Linked DNA regions of Callithrix jacchus: region 2 is linked to region 1. A link is a contact called in public Hi-C data. All regions are on one chromosome and are shown on one strand. The core of a region is the stretch at or near the end of the contact, and the rest is flanking DNA. Distances in the headings are between cores, read along the strand shown.

Evidence for each region. A called contact is a pair of places that touch in the nucleus more often than the background predicts.
Region 2: a contact with region 1 is called in a Hi-C map of induced pluripotent stem cells, with 3 times the contacts expected there. The contact joins two enhancer-like sites. A contact is called at or near these places in 3 of 3 Hi-C or Micro-C datasets (induced pluripotent stem cells and skeletal muscle).

What each region holds. Positions count from the first base shown.
Region 1 is chr6:18,253,237-18,260,958 of calJac240_pri, forward strand. It overlaps the pseudogene LOC118155188 and the pseudogene LOC100409132. Among named protein-coding and RNA genes, the nearest start is that of ABHD2, 17 kb to the right of the region's middle. Within about 2 kb of position 5,970, at least 3 of the 16 cell types and tissues checked have an H3K27ac peak or open chromatin away from gene starts, as enhancers often do.
Region 2 is chr6:18,369,016-18,376,715 of calJac240_pri, forward strand. ABHD2 (abhydrolase domain containing 2, acylglycerol lipase) reads left to right here. Exons shown (of 11, transcript XM_078326736.1): 6 at 1,982-2,165. Among named protein-coding and RNA genes, the nearest start is that of FANCI, 15 kb to the right of the region's middle. Within about 2 kb of position 4,711, at least 2 of the 16 cell types and tissues checked have an H3K27ac peak or open chromatin away from gene starts, as enhancers often do.

The DNA of each region.
Region 1 (7,722 bases), core at 4,720-7,219:
TCTTAAAAAAAAAAAAAAAAAAAAGCCAAGCCAGTTACAATGGCTTATACCTATAATCCCAGAACTTTGGGAGGCCAAGGTGGAAAGATCACTTGAGGCTAGGAGTTCCAGGTAAACTGGGCAACATAGCAGGACCCCATCTCTACAAAACATTTTTTAAAAATTAGGCACAGTGGCATGTGCCTGTAGTCTCAGCTACTCAGGAGGCTGAGGCAAGAGAATTGCTGGAGCCCAAAAGGTGGAGGCTGCAGTGAGCCATGCTTGTGCCACTGCACTCCAGCCTGGGTGTCACAGTGAGACCCTGTCTCTCAAAAAAAAGAATTCAGAGTAGAGAAAGGTGTGAATTGTAAGTTCAAGCATGCCACGTCCCAAATTTCCTTCAGAAGTCTTGATGCATGCCCCAAGAACTCTGCATTCGTTTCCCAGCGCTGCCTTAACAAAGTACCCTGAACTATGGGCTTCAACCACAGAGATTTATTCTCACAGTTCTGGAGGCCAGGAGTCTGAAATCAAGGGATTTTTGATTGTTTGTTTGTTTTTCCTGTGAAGGCTGTGAGGGAGGGTCTGTCCCAGGTCTCACTCATGGATTGTCAGAGCCTCCAGAGTTCCTTGGCTTGTAGGTGGTCTTCTGTCTCTGTCTTGACATTGTCTTCCCTTTGTTAGGTGTCTTTGTCCACACATCCCCTTTTTATAAGGACACCAGGCACACGGGATTAGGATTCACCCTCATGACCTCAGCTTAGCTCGATCACATGGGAAGAGACTATTTCCAAATAAGGTCACATTCACAGACCCTGCGGCGTAGGGCTTCAGCGTCTTTCAGGGAGACACAGGACAATGCATAACGCTATAGATTTACAAATATTTTTAGTTTGAATTTCTGGGTTTTATTTATTTATTTTTTGCATCAGATGGGTGATGTGATGATACCATCACAAGTTTTGAGGAAGGCACATATCATAAAACAGCCTGAAAACCCAATCATCATGCTTAGGTTTTGGTTTTTTAATTTTCATTTTTCTTGAGTCAAGATCTTGCTGCATTACTCAAGCTGGAGGGCAGTGGTGCAGTCATGGCTCACTGCAGCCTCGACCTCCTGGGCTCCAGCAATCTTCCCACCTCAGCCTCCCAAAGTGCTAGGATTATAGGAATAGAGCCACCACCCCCAGCTGTTCCCTATTTTTTGTTTGTTCGTTGTTCATTTTACTCAAAAACACACCTTTGCTGCTGGGCATGCTGGCTCATGCCTGTTATCCTCAGCACTTTGGGAGGCTGAGGCAGGTGGATCGCTTGAGGTCAGGAGTTCAAGATCAGCCTGGCCAACATGGTGTAACGCCTTTTCTACTGAAAATACAAAAATGAGCTGAAGGTGGTTGTGTGTACCTGTAATATCAGTGACTCGGGAAGCTTAGGCAGGAGAACCACTGGAACCCTGGAGGCAGAAGTTGCAGTGAGCCAAATTCATACTACTGCACTCCAGACTGGGTGGCAGAGCGAGACTCTAACTCAAAAAAAAAAAAAGAAATATACATACATATATGCCCGGGCGCACGAACACACACACACACACACACACCTTGGCAATCTTTTTATATATCAGCATTCAGTGGTACAATTTAAATTCTATGGTAGATTTCATTTAGAGTAATACAATCTAAATACTATTCTGTTAAGTTCTAAGTTCTACAACTAAAAATAATAGGCCATGCATTTAAATGAGTCAAAGTTCAAAAACTATTGGTTATTTGGCTGCCGCATTTCAGGTTCTCCACAGCTGCAGATGGCCCGGAAATATGTTCCTCATTGCAAAAAGTTTTATTGGTTGGTGTTGGTGCAGCCTCAAAGCCGCTCTCCCACCCCTCCTCAAAGCCAACCGCTGTTAGGGTTTGTTTGGTGATTCCTTTCTGAGATAATCTATGCACACAATCAGCATGTGGAGTTAATACAGCCACCTAAAAAAATCAGCGTCACCCATGTAGTGTGAATGACCATGTAATAGTCCATGGAATGGAATGTATTCAGCCAGTTTCATGATGAAGTACTCTTGAGTTTTTCCCAGGTTTCCTGTTACAATTATTCCGTGGTGAACACCATTCTCTCTGCAGAGTAAATCCATAACCGTGGAATTCCCTGGCCACAAGGTGTATATGTTTTTCTCATTTCTTTTCTCTTCCTTTCTTTTCTCTTTTCTTTTCTTTCTCTCCCTCCCTCCCTCTATTCCTCTCTTGGTTCCTGCCTCTAACCCTAGCTTTATTCTCAGCAGCCACCACCTTTTTGGTACTAGAACAGTGCTTTTTATAGTGCGCTCATCAGTGGATGCTGAAATCACAACCTGGCCATTTGGCTGTTCAACTAATGCTCTATGCCGCAGAGTCCCTGCAACTCACCAACCCATGCCAGAACTCACTGGAGCTCAGGTGTGCAGCACTACCTTGTTTCTCTATGGCTGGGGGTGCAAACATTCTTGATGTGTTTATTTCCCATTTTTTACTTTGGAGGTTTTGTTTTGAGAGACAAGCTCTCACTCTGTCATGCAGCCAGGAGTGTAGTCATGCCTCACTGCAGCCTTGCCCTCCCGGGTTCAAGCCATCTCACCTCAGCCTCCCAAAGTGCTAGGAATAAAAGTGTGACCTACTTTTGAGCTTTGCCTTCTTTATGTATTCTAGAGATGAGTCCTTGGTCTGCTAGGTGGTTTGTAAACATTTTTCCCAATCTGTAGCTTATCTTTCCATCCTCCTAACTGCGTCTTTCAGAAAGCAAAAATGTGGTCTCCCTTGCAGATACTCTGCCCCTGTAGCAGGAAAGCAGACACAGACAGTATGTAAATAAACATGTGAATGTGTCCCTTGAGTAAGTGTCCATTTGTGGTAACGAGATCTCTAGACAGATCAGTGCTGAGAGGCTACTTCATTAAGTAATAGTTGAGCTGGATAGAAACTCTAGCCTCATGCCTACTTTCTCTTACTTCACTGTCTTCTGTTGCTGCTGGTGGGAAAGTAATTGTCAACATGTTCTTCCTTCTTTCCACCCTCCTCAGTAGCTTTTAGGACCTTTTGTCTTTTCTGCAATTGTGTTTGGATGGGTCTAGGTACGGATGGATTTACTGTATTGGGGATTGTGCCTCCTGACTCTAAAGGGTCCTGGGTCCTGTCTGTTTTCATTCTGGATTTTTTTTTTTTTTTTTTTTTTTTGAGGCAGACTCTCACTCTGTCACCAGGCTGGAGTGCAGTGGCAAGATCTTGGCTCATTGCCACCTCCACCTTCTGGGTTCAAGCATTTCTCTGGCCTCAGCCTCCTGAGGAGCTGGGATTAAAGGCACACACCGACTGGCTGCTCTGAAAAGCCATCTTTGCATTGTTCCTCGTCCCACTCCTTGTTCGCCGCAGCCGCGCGTCTCCTTCGCCGTTGCAGACTCTGGCAGCTTTATCGCCAGAGTCCTTGAAATCTCGCTTTTTTAATCCCCCGCATCGGATCACCGGCGGGCCCCACCATGTCAGACGCAGCGGTAGACACCAGCTCTGAAATCGCCACCAAGGACTTGAAGGAGAAGAAGGAAGTTGTGGAAGAGGCGGAAAATGGAAGAGACGCCCCTGCTAATGGGAATGCGAATGAGGAAAATGGGGAGCAGGAGGCTGACAACAAGGTAGATGAAGAAGAGGAAGAAGGTGGGGAGGAAGAGGAGGAGGAAGAAGGTGATGGTGAGGAGGAGGATGGAGATGAAGATGAGGAAGCTGAGTCTGCTACGGGCAAGTAGGCAGCTGAAGATAATGAGGATGATGATGTCAATGAGGATTAGACAGCAAAAAAGGAAAAGTTAAACTAAAAAACAAACAAACAAAAAAAGGCCGCCATGACCTATTCACCCTCCACTTCCCTTCTCAGAATCTAAACGAGGTCACCTTCAAGTAGAGAGGCCAGCCCGCCCGCCCAACGCGGGCAGTGCCACCTGCAGACGAACGATGCGCTCTCCACTACCCAACCCAAACCATGAAAATTTGCAACAGGGGAGGAAAAAAGAACCAAAACTTCCAAGGTCCTGCTTTTTTTCTTAAAAGTACTTTAAAAAGGAAATTTGTTTGTATTTTTTATTTACATTTTATATTTTTGTACATATTGTTAGGGTCAGCCATTTTTAATGATCTCGGATGACCAAACCAGCCTTCCGAGCGTTCTCTGTCCTACTTCCGACTTTACTTGTGGTGTGACCATGTTCATTATAATCTCAAAGGAGAAAAAAACCTTGTAAAAAAAAGCGAAAAAGACAACAGAAAAACAATCGTATTTCGAGCATTCCAGTACCTTGGTTGTGTACTGGAATGTACTTAGCTGGACTATACGTAGTTGGTTTGTATGAGATGGTTAAAAGGCCAAAGATTAAAAGGTTTTCTTTTTTTCCTTTTTTGTCTATGAAGTTGCTGTTTATTTTTTTTTGACCTGTTTGATGTATGTGTGAAACAATGTTGTCCAACAATAAACAGGAATTTTATTTTGCTGAGTTGTTCTAACCAAAAAAAAAAAAAAAAAAAAAAAAAAAAGGCACACACCACCACTCCTGGCTGATTTTTGTATTTTTAGTAGAGATGGGTTTTCACCATGTTGTCCAGATTGGTCTCAAACTCCTGACCTTAGGTGATCCACTCACCTTGGCCTCCCACATGCTGGGATTACAGGGATGAGCCACCACACCTGACCTGGAATTTCTTTGAGACATGTTGGATCATCTCATTTCATCCTCCCTTTGTCGTATTTTCCAATTGATGAAGTTTTAAATGTCTGTGAATGGCAGCCACTAATTCTGGCATCTGTAGCTCTTGGCGGTCCACTCCTCTTGTTGATACTGACCTCTATACCCTTTTAGTGGGGCTTCACTGGCTGAAGAATCTCAAGGTAGCTAGTGTTAGAACTGAATTAGAGGTCCGCCCTGGTAGTGGGGACAAACCCCCACACGTTTGCTCACAGAAGTCATCTTCTGTATTGATGATGATTTTTGCAGTATGAGAGCAGAGGGAAAATGGGGGCTGAGCATTTTTCTAAACGATAGTGGACATTCAAATCCCTAGTGAGGCTGGGCGCGGTGGCTCACGCCTGTCATCCAGCACTTTGGGAGGCGGAAGCAGGTGGATCACCAGAGGTCAGGAATTCATGACCAGCCCGGCCAACATAGAAAAACACCATCTCTACAAAAATACCTGCCTGTATTTTTGGGAGGCTGAGGCAGGAGCATTGCTTGATCCTGGGAGGTAGAAGTTGCAGTGAGGTGAGATTGTGCCACTACACTCCAGCCTGGGTAGATCATAAATAAGAGAGATAATTGACTCACAGTTCTGCAGGCTGTATAAGCACAGCTCCAGCATCTGCTTGGCTTCTGGCAAGGCCTCGGGAAGCTTACGATCATGGCAGAAATGGGAGTGGGTGCAAAGAGAGAGAGGAAGGGCCAGGCTCTTTATAAACAAACTGCTCTCAGGTGAACTAATAGAGCAAGAACTCACGCTTCACCAAACGCAGGATGCTAAGCCATCCATGAGGGATGTATACCCTCTAATAAACGTGAGATTTGGAGGGGACACACATCCAAGCTGTATCAGGCCTTAAATGATTTGTTTTGACTCTTAGCTCCTTGAATGACAATTATTTGTTCTCCCTGACAAGAGAGAGAGAAACGGGTTTTCCCTCCAGCTGGAAGGCAAATGCCAGCCAGGGGGCAGAGTGCCAGCCGGCTGGGGCAGCTTACAGCACTGTGGAGGAGGGCCAGGGACATGAAGCTACAGGCACAGAGGTGGAGGTAAATGGCTGCCAGAGTGCAGGCAGGCTGGAGCTCCCGGGTGCCCCAGGGGTTCTGCGCACACAGGCTAAGGAATGGTGCAGGCTCCACCTGAAATCAGGGCCATCCAGTCACTGTCTCTAGCCTAGGCCTCTGCTCCATGCCACTCCCCAGGGTAGACTGGGGAAAGGGCTTGCTGTGCCCCAGGGCCCAGGCTCACACTCACCACCTGGAAGGCATTCCCCAAGCTGGACGGGGGTCCTGGAAGTAGGCCCGGCAGGTGGGGCTCTGTCCTGCGCAGGTCAGCTGAGTCTTCTCGGTGGCCCTGCAGACACCATCCACCTGGTGGGACAGACACAAGATTCAGGCCTCCCGCTGGACCATGTGGCTTCCCCACATACATCAGCCTCAGCAGGAGACTCCCCCCAGTGCTGGGTCTGCAAAGGCCTCTGCAGAGCCAGCAGGCCACCTGCCTTTCCTGGGACTCTGCAGGGAGCAGCCCTCAAGAGCCTCAGCCAGAGGGAGGAAGGGCAGGTGCACCTGCTCACCTGCCAGGCCAGGCTGAGCTCCTCCAGGCTTTGGGCCAGAGCCATCCAGTAACATCAGATCAGTGCCTGCTTCATTGTCGTTGGTGTCCAGAAGGCCAGCGGATATGCCTGTGGGGAGGAAGGAAGCTGAGGAGGTCCTGAGAGCCCATGATCCTCCCTCAGGGGTCCTGTATGAGATGAGCCTCAGGCACACGGAGGATTGGTAGAATCCCTCTACCCCAGACTCCTAGAGCTCTGGCTCCAAACCCTCATCAGCAGGAGGAGAGAAAGCACAGGGACTGAGGACAGCGTGTGTTCCCCCCATCCCGTCTCCACATCCTCAGCCCGAGTGGCCAGAATCCAGGCCTACCCTTTGTGTTCCTTGGCAGAGGGACCACAGAAAGGCCAACTCCACCTTGGAGCCACATATCCAAGGAATGGGGGCAGAAAGCCCTGGGCCTCAGTGCCATCTTCTCAACCACAGTGGCCACCTACAGCTCGGGGACCTGTTGCACTGGAAGCTGAGAATGGTGCATCCCGAAGAGGCTCTTGGTGGTGGGGCCAACTCCGCCAGGGCCCAGACTTACCGTGGTGCCAGAGGTGCACAGTCAGGCTGCAGAGACCAGTGGGCACATCACAGGAGATTGAGACCCCATCCTCACTGGCCAGATCAATCCTGGGGACATCTCTCCTTTTCATGGCAAAAGGCAGCTGGAGGTCTGAACAGCTATCCCCTGGCAGGGAGGAGCTGTACAGCCTGTAGGCCAGTGGGCAGGAGGGCTGACCCACAGCCAGGGGACAAGCTTGAGAGTGCCATCCCCCAGGCAACCTGCCGCAGGCACAGGTCTCCAGGGGAAGCTCGGGCCTCTCCTCCTCACCTGCAGGCTGGAGTAGAAGATGAAGGTCACATGGTTCAGCTCCACGGTCAGGGCCATGAGCCCCAAGCCTGTCTGACTCAGCATCAGTGAGAATGTGTTGTGAGCGAAGTCTTGGGCCAGGAGGATGCTGCTGCACTGGACGCTGAGGTTCCACACCTGGCCATCAAAAGTCACCACGTGCTGGGCCCCAGCCACCAGGGCATGGTCTGGGGAGAAGCAGCCCCAAAGGCAGGGTGAGTGGAGCCAGCTCCACCCACCGCAGTGGGAGCACAATACCTGCTGGGCACCCCAATGCCTAGAGCCCCAGCTTAGCCTGCCCTGAGGCCAGGAGTCCCCCTTCCCTGGTGCAGCAGCCAGAGGCCCAGTGATCCCCCACCAGCTTCAGGATGACATGAGCTAAAGGGCTATGGCCCAATTCAGCCCTAACAAGAAATGGAGTCCCCAGACCTGCTACAAAACTGCTGTGCTGGCTCAGAGGCCACATTGTCATCCTTCTGTTTACACCAGATGTCCAGAGCAGGCACAGCCATGGACACAGCAGGCAGACTGGCAGCCA
Region 2 (7,700 bases), core at 3,461-5,960, 110 kb after region 1:
AGAAAAATAGGCAACTGGATCCTCTACTATATCACTGGGGAGGGAGACAGCTGCTTCTCAGAGTTGGTGCCTGGGTCCTGCTGTTTAGGAGGAAGCAGCTCTTGGCCCAATTTTTTTCCCTTAGTTTTAAGCATCTTTTGCTTAAGCCCTTTCTAAGCGTTGGGAGCCCCCAGCACTTCCAGACTGTGCTTACTAGTCAAAAGCATAGGGGTTGTTGTCTGGGAGGAGACATGAGGAGGCCGCCAGGGGTGTCAGAAATATTCTGCATCTTCATCTGGGCAGTACTTCCATGGGTATAAATGTGTAAAACTTCATTGATTGTGCATTTTCCTGTAGGCATGTTATACCCCATTTAAAATAAAAATAAAGAGAATAGGGCAGGTTTGAGTGTATGGATGCATAATATTGCAAGACATATTGTAAAGGGAAAAAATGAGTTACCACTGGTATTTTTTAAAAGAATATGGGAGACTTACCTTTCACTCCATCTTCTACAGCATTTGAATTTTCTATCATGGGCATGAATTACTCAAAAACAAATTCACTGTAGATTCCGGAGCTTGGTCCCCATCTTACGGAATCAGCTTCTCTGGGGTCGAAGCCCAGGAATGCTCATTTCTAACGCCCTCTCCAGGTGATGCTATGCACACTGCAACTTAAGAACGACATGGGGTTGTGCTGGCCTGGTTTGGGCTACATCCTATACAAAAAGAAGCCGGGTCTAAGGGGAGTTTACCCCAGGTTCAAATGATAGTGTCCCCCATGCCTTGATGATCAGGGAAGGAGCTGTTCAAATCTATTAGGGATGCCAAAGTCGGCAACTCCTGTTTCCGATGTAAATCCGTACTCTTCTCATACCAGTCTATTGTGTCGACATCCCTAACATTCCCTGTGAGATTTTAAATTGGCTCCCTACAGAGGAGTTTGGGGTTGGGCCTTAGAAGGATGTGATGAATCCCTTCACTTGTATATGCCCATTCACTTCCTCCTCTTAGCAAAGTTGCTGAGACATAACATGGCTTCAGTAACTTCCCAAGGGTACACCAGCTGAGATCATCTCTCCTGGGCAAACGAGGCCCAAACACCCTCTCTGTTCAGAGTTCTCTGTGTATTTTTGAATGAGCCTGCCTCCCTTGGCACCCTGTCCCTACGTCACCAAGAACGTTTTACCCTAATCCTCAGAGCATCCTGGCAGTCCCTCTGAACTGAAGTTCATCTTTCCTCTCCTTTCCAACACTGACAAGAAGATCCTGTAAATAACATCCGCTTGCTACTTTTCTTAACACCATGAATCATCATACACATGGGTGTAGCATCCCAATGTATAGCCTAGGAAGCTAATCTCAAAGGATTTTGCTCTCGCTTTATTTATTTACTTACTTACTTTTTTTTTGAGCCTGAGTCTCACTCTGTTACCCAGGCTGCAGTACAGGGATGCGATCATGGCTCATTGTAGCCTCTGTCTCCCCGGCTCAGGGGATCCTGTTGCCTCAGCCTCCTGAGTAGTGGGGACTACAGGGACACACCACTGTCCCCAGCTAATTTTTTTATTTTTGTAGAGATGAGGTCTTGCCATTTTGCCCAGGCTGGTCTTGCTATTTAAATCTGTGTGTGCACATACATGCTCCTGCATACCCTGAAATCTGCTTTGATATCCATAAGTGTTTAGACAGCGTTCTTGTGACCTACCTTTTAAGAAGTGTTGTACATTCGATACATAGTACCTCTGCTCTTGGGCACTGCGGAGGCCATTTCCTCTTATCCCAAGGGGCATCTAGGAACCTCTCTCTGGAGAGCCAGAGAGCAGTGTCTGAGTGTCTCTGTCTCTCTCTCCCCTCCTACGCACTCACATGAATATATACACATATATATTTTTCTCTCTTTTAGCATACTGGCACCCATTTAGTAACCTTCCAGCTTGAATTTCCTCCAGATACTCTGCACCTGAAATGATTGAGCAACCTCTCTCTTTTGCCCATAGGCTGCACCTGGGAATTTGGAGCCATGGTAAACTACATCAAGAAGACATATCCCCTGACCCAGCTGGTCGTCGTGGGCTTCAGCCTGGGTGGTAACATCGTGTGCAAATACTTGGGGGAGACTCAGGCAAACCAAGAGAAGGTCCTGTGCTGCGTCAGCGTGTGTCAGGGGTACAGCGCACTGAGGTGAGTCATCTCTGTCTTTCATCAGGGCCTGCACAGCACGCTGGTCTGTGAAGCTGGGGAACACTGTGGCCAACTGAGCGGAAGTTTCTTGAGTCTTGGACTCACCTTATTTTGTTTACATATCATGCATTGGAGTTGTCCCATCAGACCCCGTAAGCCCAGGATGTGCAGCTGCATTTTGGGATCAGATCTGTAATTGGAGAAGTCAAAACCCCCTTTGATAGTTGCTGTTTCCCTAGGGAATCTCTGTGAGGTGACTTAATTTGTTCAGGCTTCAGGAGTTTTATGGAACCGTGGGTTAATGAAAGAGCACAGGAGACTGGCAAGCTGGGATGGGAAAGCTGGGTTTGATGATCCCAGATTTTTCCTTCCTGAGGAAGAGCTGAGTCTCAGATGACACCTGGAAGGGATTTGTAGAAATCATTTATTGCTTGTCTCTCTTAGGCATCCCAAACATCATCACAAAGGATCTACTGGGTCAAGCTTTCTCCCACCCCTTAGTCTCCTGCCGCAGATACCCCACAGGATGAGTCCTAGGAGGGCGTGGTCATCTGCTCTGATTCCCCTCAGGATCACTGCTGTCCCAGGTCTCTCGAGAGTCACCACACTCACACCATACACACACACCTCTCCAGGCTCTTCAAATACATTCATATTTTTTTCCGTACTCTTCCTGGTGTCTTGTATTACAAATGAGTATAACCAGTTATTTGCAATCTTCTGAAAAAATTCTAAAATTAAATTTTAAACACAAGAAAGTTTAAAAACACCTCCCTATTGATCCCCAGTCTAATGCTAAACAGTTATTATCGTTATTCAAAGAATCTTTCCTTTTTGCCTCACCTGTACATCTCATGCTGCAGTTTAAACATACCTTGTTGTTTTCCGATAGATAGAGGCTATCTATATTATTTCTAAAAATACATATTACTGGATCTTAAAGCCAGTATACCCAAAAGGCACATGTGGGCCCAGGATTCAGCCTCTCCCTATGAGGAGGCTTAAAGCTGGCCAAAAAAGATGATCTAAATGTACCCACAATAGACAGAAACATCTCTGATGAAACCCTTCCTGAGTCCCAGAGCCAAGGTCTGGGTTCCGGTTTTCCTTGCCAGCAATATGGGCTTGATGATAATAAGGGGTACCTACCTCATAGCATCACTGAGAGTCCAACGAGTTGATACCTATGAAGTGCTTAGAACGGTGCCCAGCACACAGAACATAAGCCACTCTTCATTTCCATTATTGTCATCATCATCATTCGCTGTAAAATGAAGGAGGTGGGTTAGATCTGCAGATCACAAAGATGGATCCCATGAACTAGTGACTGCCTCACTTCAGAAGGAATCACCTGGAAGATCGTGTTAGAAAGAAATTCTGTTTCTTGGGCCCCACCCTTGAAAATTTTGATTCATGAAGTTGGAGGACTGGAACCCCAGAAATCTACATTTTGGACACATTTCATAGGTGACTTTTGATGTTTAGCAGTCCCTGGGATTAGTGACCTCAGTGGTCTCACCAGCTCTCGTGTTCCAGGACCAGCCTAGTCCCTGATCTTCCTACCAGGAATCTTTTCCTTCACTCCTCTGGACACTGGGGAGTCAGCTGAGAGGACATGTGCCTTTATCTTGGTGTGACTAGAAATATCCAACTCCCAGTTCATAGCCATGTGTAACCAGAAGTAACCAAAATCCTATCGGGCCCAGTTACTTGGATAAGAAAGACATGAGCAAGGGCCTACCCCAGGATCCAAGGGAGCTTGGACGTTTGTTTTCTTTTCCTTTTTCAATGCACAAAATCTGAAATGACAATCGCTTCATCTCATTTTGCTACGATAGCGCCCTCTGCTGTCAGCAAGAGCACACGATTGACACTGCAAACTAAAGTGTTTGAACTAAGGTAAAGACGGCTCAAGAAGCTAAGAAACTAAAATCTGTGAGGTGCTTTACATTTCGCAGGCGTAGCCTACATAGCCTCTTCCCTGAGACCTCAGAGGGCTTCATACACATAACTATTGGCTCACCAACCTCCCGCAATGAGGAGCAAGTTGCAACTTTATTCTCTGGAGCACAGAGAACTAACCTCTAGGCTGATCGTGTGGCCCTGCATATGGGAACTGGCAGCAGGTCAGAGAGACACCGCTGGCCTGTGTGTGCCAGTGCAAGGCTCAGGTGCCCTCAGCATTTAAACCAGGTCTATGGAACAGATGGAACACAGTCCCTTACTTTAAACCAGCATAACTTTTTTTTTCCTGCCAAGGCTTGAGGGCGGTGAGCCTTTCGGCACTGGGATGGTGGCGGCTGCATAAGTGATTCCCATCACACCGAGGTGGAGCTGGGAGGCCTGTCTGCCTCTGCAGGGGCCACACGAGAGTTCATGCGTCTGGTAAATCTCTCCTAGCTGAGCCTGGAGTCCTGCTTCCTCAGTAATCCCCTCCCTCTGGCTTCTCCTCCTGTAGTTCATCTCCCATCCAGCCAGAGCCCACTGAAGGTGCAAAGAGAAGCCAGCTACCTGCTTGCTGTAGTTAGCAAAGTCTAGCTGCTGCTAAACTAGCTCACCTTTTACCGTGTGCTGAACCACTGAAGGAGGAACACAAATGCCCTGAAATCACCTGGCATCCAGCAGGCTTTAACCTGTCCCTCCGCAGAAACAGCTGCCAACCCGCCCGGGGACTCTGTGTGGTCAGACATCTTCCTAGGTAATGGGGACACAGCCCTGCACAAGGCAGACTAAATTCCCTCCCTCGTGGAGCTTAAAGAAAATGGGGAGGGAAGCATTTTTGGTCTGGTTTCAGGTAAAATAAATTCTTCTTTCCCAAGAAAGCCCTTAACAATCCTACATTGCAGAATTGACCAATAATAAAACTAAAAAGCATTTTATTGCAGTTGGGTATAAAAGATAGTCTCTGTATCTGAGGATGTCACAGCACTTAAGATAATAGAGTGATAGCTACAAAGCCACAGACCAACAAATGCATGTTACTAACATATTACACGTTAGGCATATGGGTACCAAGGAGGTCCTCAGTCAAGTCGGGGGGGTCAGTGAGGAGGGATTTCTGAAGAAGGTGAGGGTGAGGAGGGATTTCTGAAGGAGGTGAGGGTGAGGAGGACGGTAGCACAGGGCTCAGACCAGGGGCAGAAGCCTCTTACAGCAAGGGTCCCAAACCGCTGTTAGGAACTGGGCTACACAGCAGGAGGTGAGTGGTGGGCGGGTCACAGTGGGGAAGTAGTGGGTGAAGCTTCATCTGCATTTACTGCCCCTTACCGTCGCTCACATGATGGCCTGAGCTCCGCCTCCTGTCAGATCAGCTGTGGCATTGGATTCTCATAGGAGGGTGAGCCTTACTGTGAACCACACATGTGAGGGATCAAGGTTGCACCCACCTTATGGGAATCTAATACCTGATGATCTGTCACTGTCTCCCGTCACCCCCAGATGGGACTGTCTAGTTGCAGGAAAATAAGCTCAGGGATCCCACTGATTCTACATTATAGTGAGTTGTATAATTATTTCATTATGTATTATAATATAATAATAATAGGGAAAAAGTGCACTATAAATATAATGTGCTTGAATCATCCTGAAGCTATCTTCCACAAAACCAGTCCCAAGGACCACTGCCTTACAGGACAGTAGAGGAATTATCAGAGGAGCATTTCAAACTTCCTCAAAGGCTCTTATGCTCCTGGCTAAGTGAATATGTAGAGGAATTATCAGAGAAGCGTTTAGAATCTCCTGAAAGGCGCTTATCCTCCTGGCTAAGTGAACGTGTTGGGTCAAACCTCCTGAAAGGCACTTACACTCCTGGCTAAGTGAATGTGTTGGGTCACTAAGACTTGGCCACCTGAATATCCTAGAGTTCTTTGAACAAGGCCTTCTTACCTCAGGCAGAGGCAGGTACCACTTTTCCTGCCAAATATAGGGGGTATTATCTCTTTTGCTTTTGATGGGCAAATTCCAGGCTAGAAATGAGTTTATGACAAAAGCAAATGTTATCATTCGTAAAGTTCCCCCAGAGACTGGGACTTTCCTAAAGTTTGTTTTTATAGTTGAAGAGCTGTAAAATACAGTCACTTTGTGCCATCAATGACTTTGAATCATAATCAAACGAAGAGGGGAAAACCGCAGCATTTAAGTGAGACTCTGTGAACAGAACTTCAACCTGGGAAACAGCTCAGCTTCCCACCACTGGCCTGTGATGTCGACCTGACCCCACGGTTGCCCTTAGTGCCTCAGGGCTTTTTGTTTATTTTGTTGTTAATTTTTTATCAGAATAACGAGGCACCATATGCATACTCTTTCATACTCTTTGATTCTAACTGATTCCTGTGAATGTACATCCTGTAAAAGGGGAAAGGTTCTGTTAAGAAAGAAAGGGGCTTGGTAGGTGGCCATCCCTACCCTAGTCTGAAGTCCATCTTTCTGTCCCATCCTTCCACCCCAATGGAACTAACAAAGCCTAGCCTGGCAGGTACCAAAAACTCTTGGCCCACCTCTTGTGTGGTACAAACATGGTTTTTTTGTGCTCACGCTTTTAAGCTGAACGAGGTAGAGGTGATGACCTCTCTACAGATTGGCTCTGTCCCTGAAGGGCAACCAGCTACCAGCCCAGAACCTTCTGGCTAGGTCTTTTGGGTACAGAGGCTCCACCGTCCCTCTTCCCAGAGGCCTGACTGTTCAAGGCCGGGCTTGGCCAGCCTGCCTAGGACCGTGCCCCCTTTCTCTCTCTGGGGGCTGGTCTGGTCCTGGTTTTGCCCCACTAGAGGATTACTCTCTTACAGTGCCAAGTTAGAAATAATCCACATGTCCAGCATGGGAGATAGTTAAATAAACTAATAAAACTGGTGTTCATTCACCTACTGTGTAGGCATGGAAATCTGGCTGGGGAAGCACATGGACAGGGCTGGTGGTGCTGCCTCCTCCCTCTCCGTGGACTGCTGCAGAACCTGGGCTCTGGAAAACAGGGATAACATTACCTGCCAAGTGCCACCACATAAGAGTTAGAGGGTGGCCCTCACAGCCACCTGGCATGTGCCAGTCACACACTAGCCCAGTAGGCAGGCATGCTTCTGGACCAGCCCACCAGCCATGCCTGGAACTCCTGGCACTTCGGTTTCCTTGCCTCTTCAATTGCATAAGCCTAATTAAAAGATAGTTTTACTTGGCGGAGATCCCAATTAATGATTTTCCTTTACCGCTTGATCAGCAAGACAGAAGTTTTTTTAGGTTTCCCCTCCACACCCACTCTCCCCTTTCATGTGCCTGTCGGTAAACCAAAAAATTGGCCTGCCAGTTAGGACACTAAATACAGAAAGCGTTCACCTGACAATTGAAGCAGACTTGATCCTGGCAGGCTCAGTGACTGAGAGAAGGGCCAGGTGCTAGAAGAGAGTGTCAGGAGTGCCACCAACAAAGCCTCTGGTGCTCAAGAGGGCCTTTCCCAGGATCCCCTTCTGCTGCGCTGTCTTGGTGTCGCCATAGATTTCTCCACAGATGTTAGAGCTCTGCACATTAGAGCCTCTGTTTTAATGC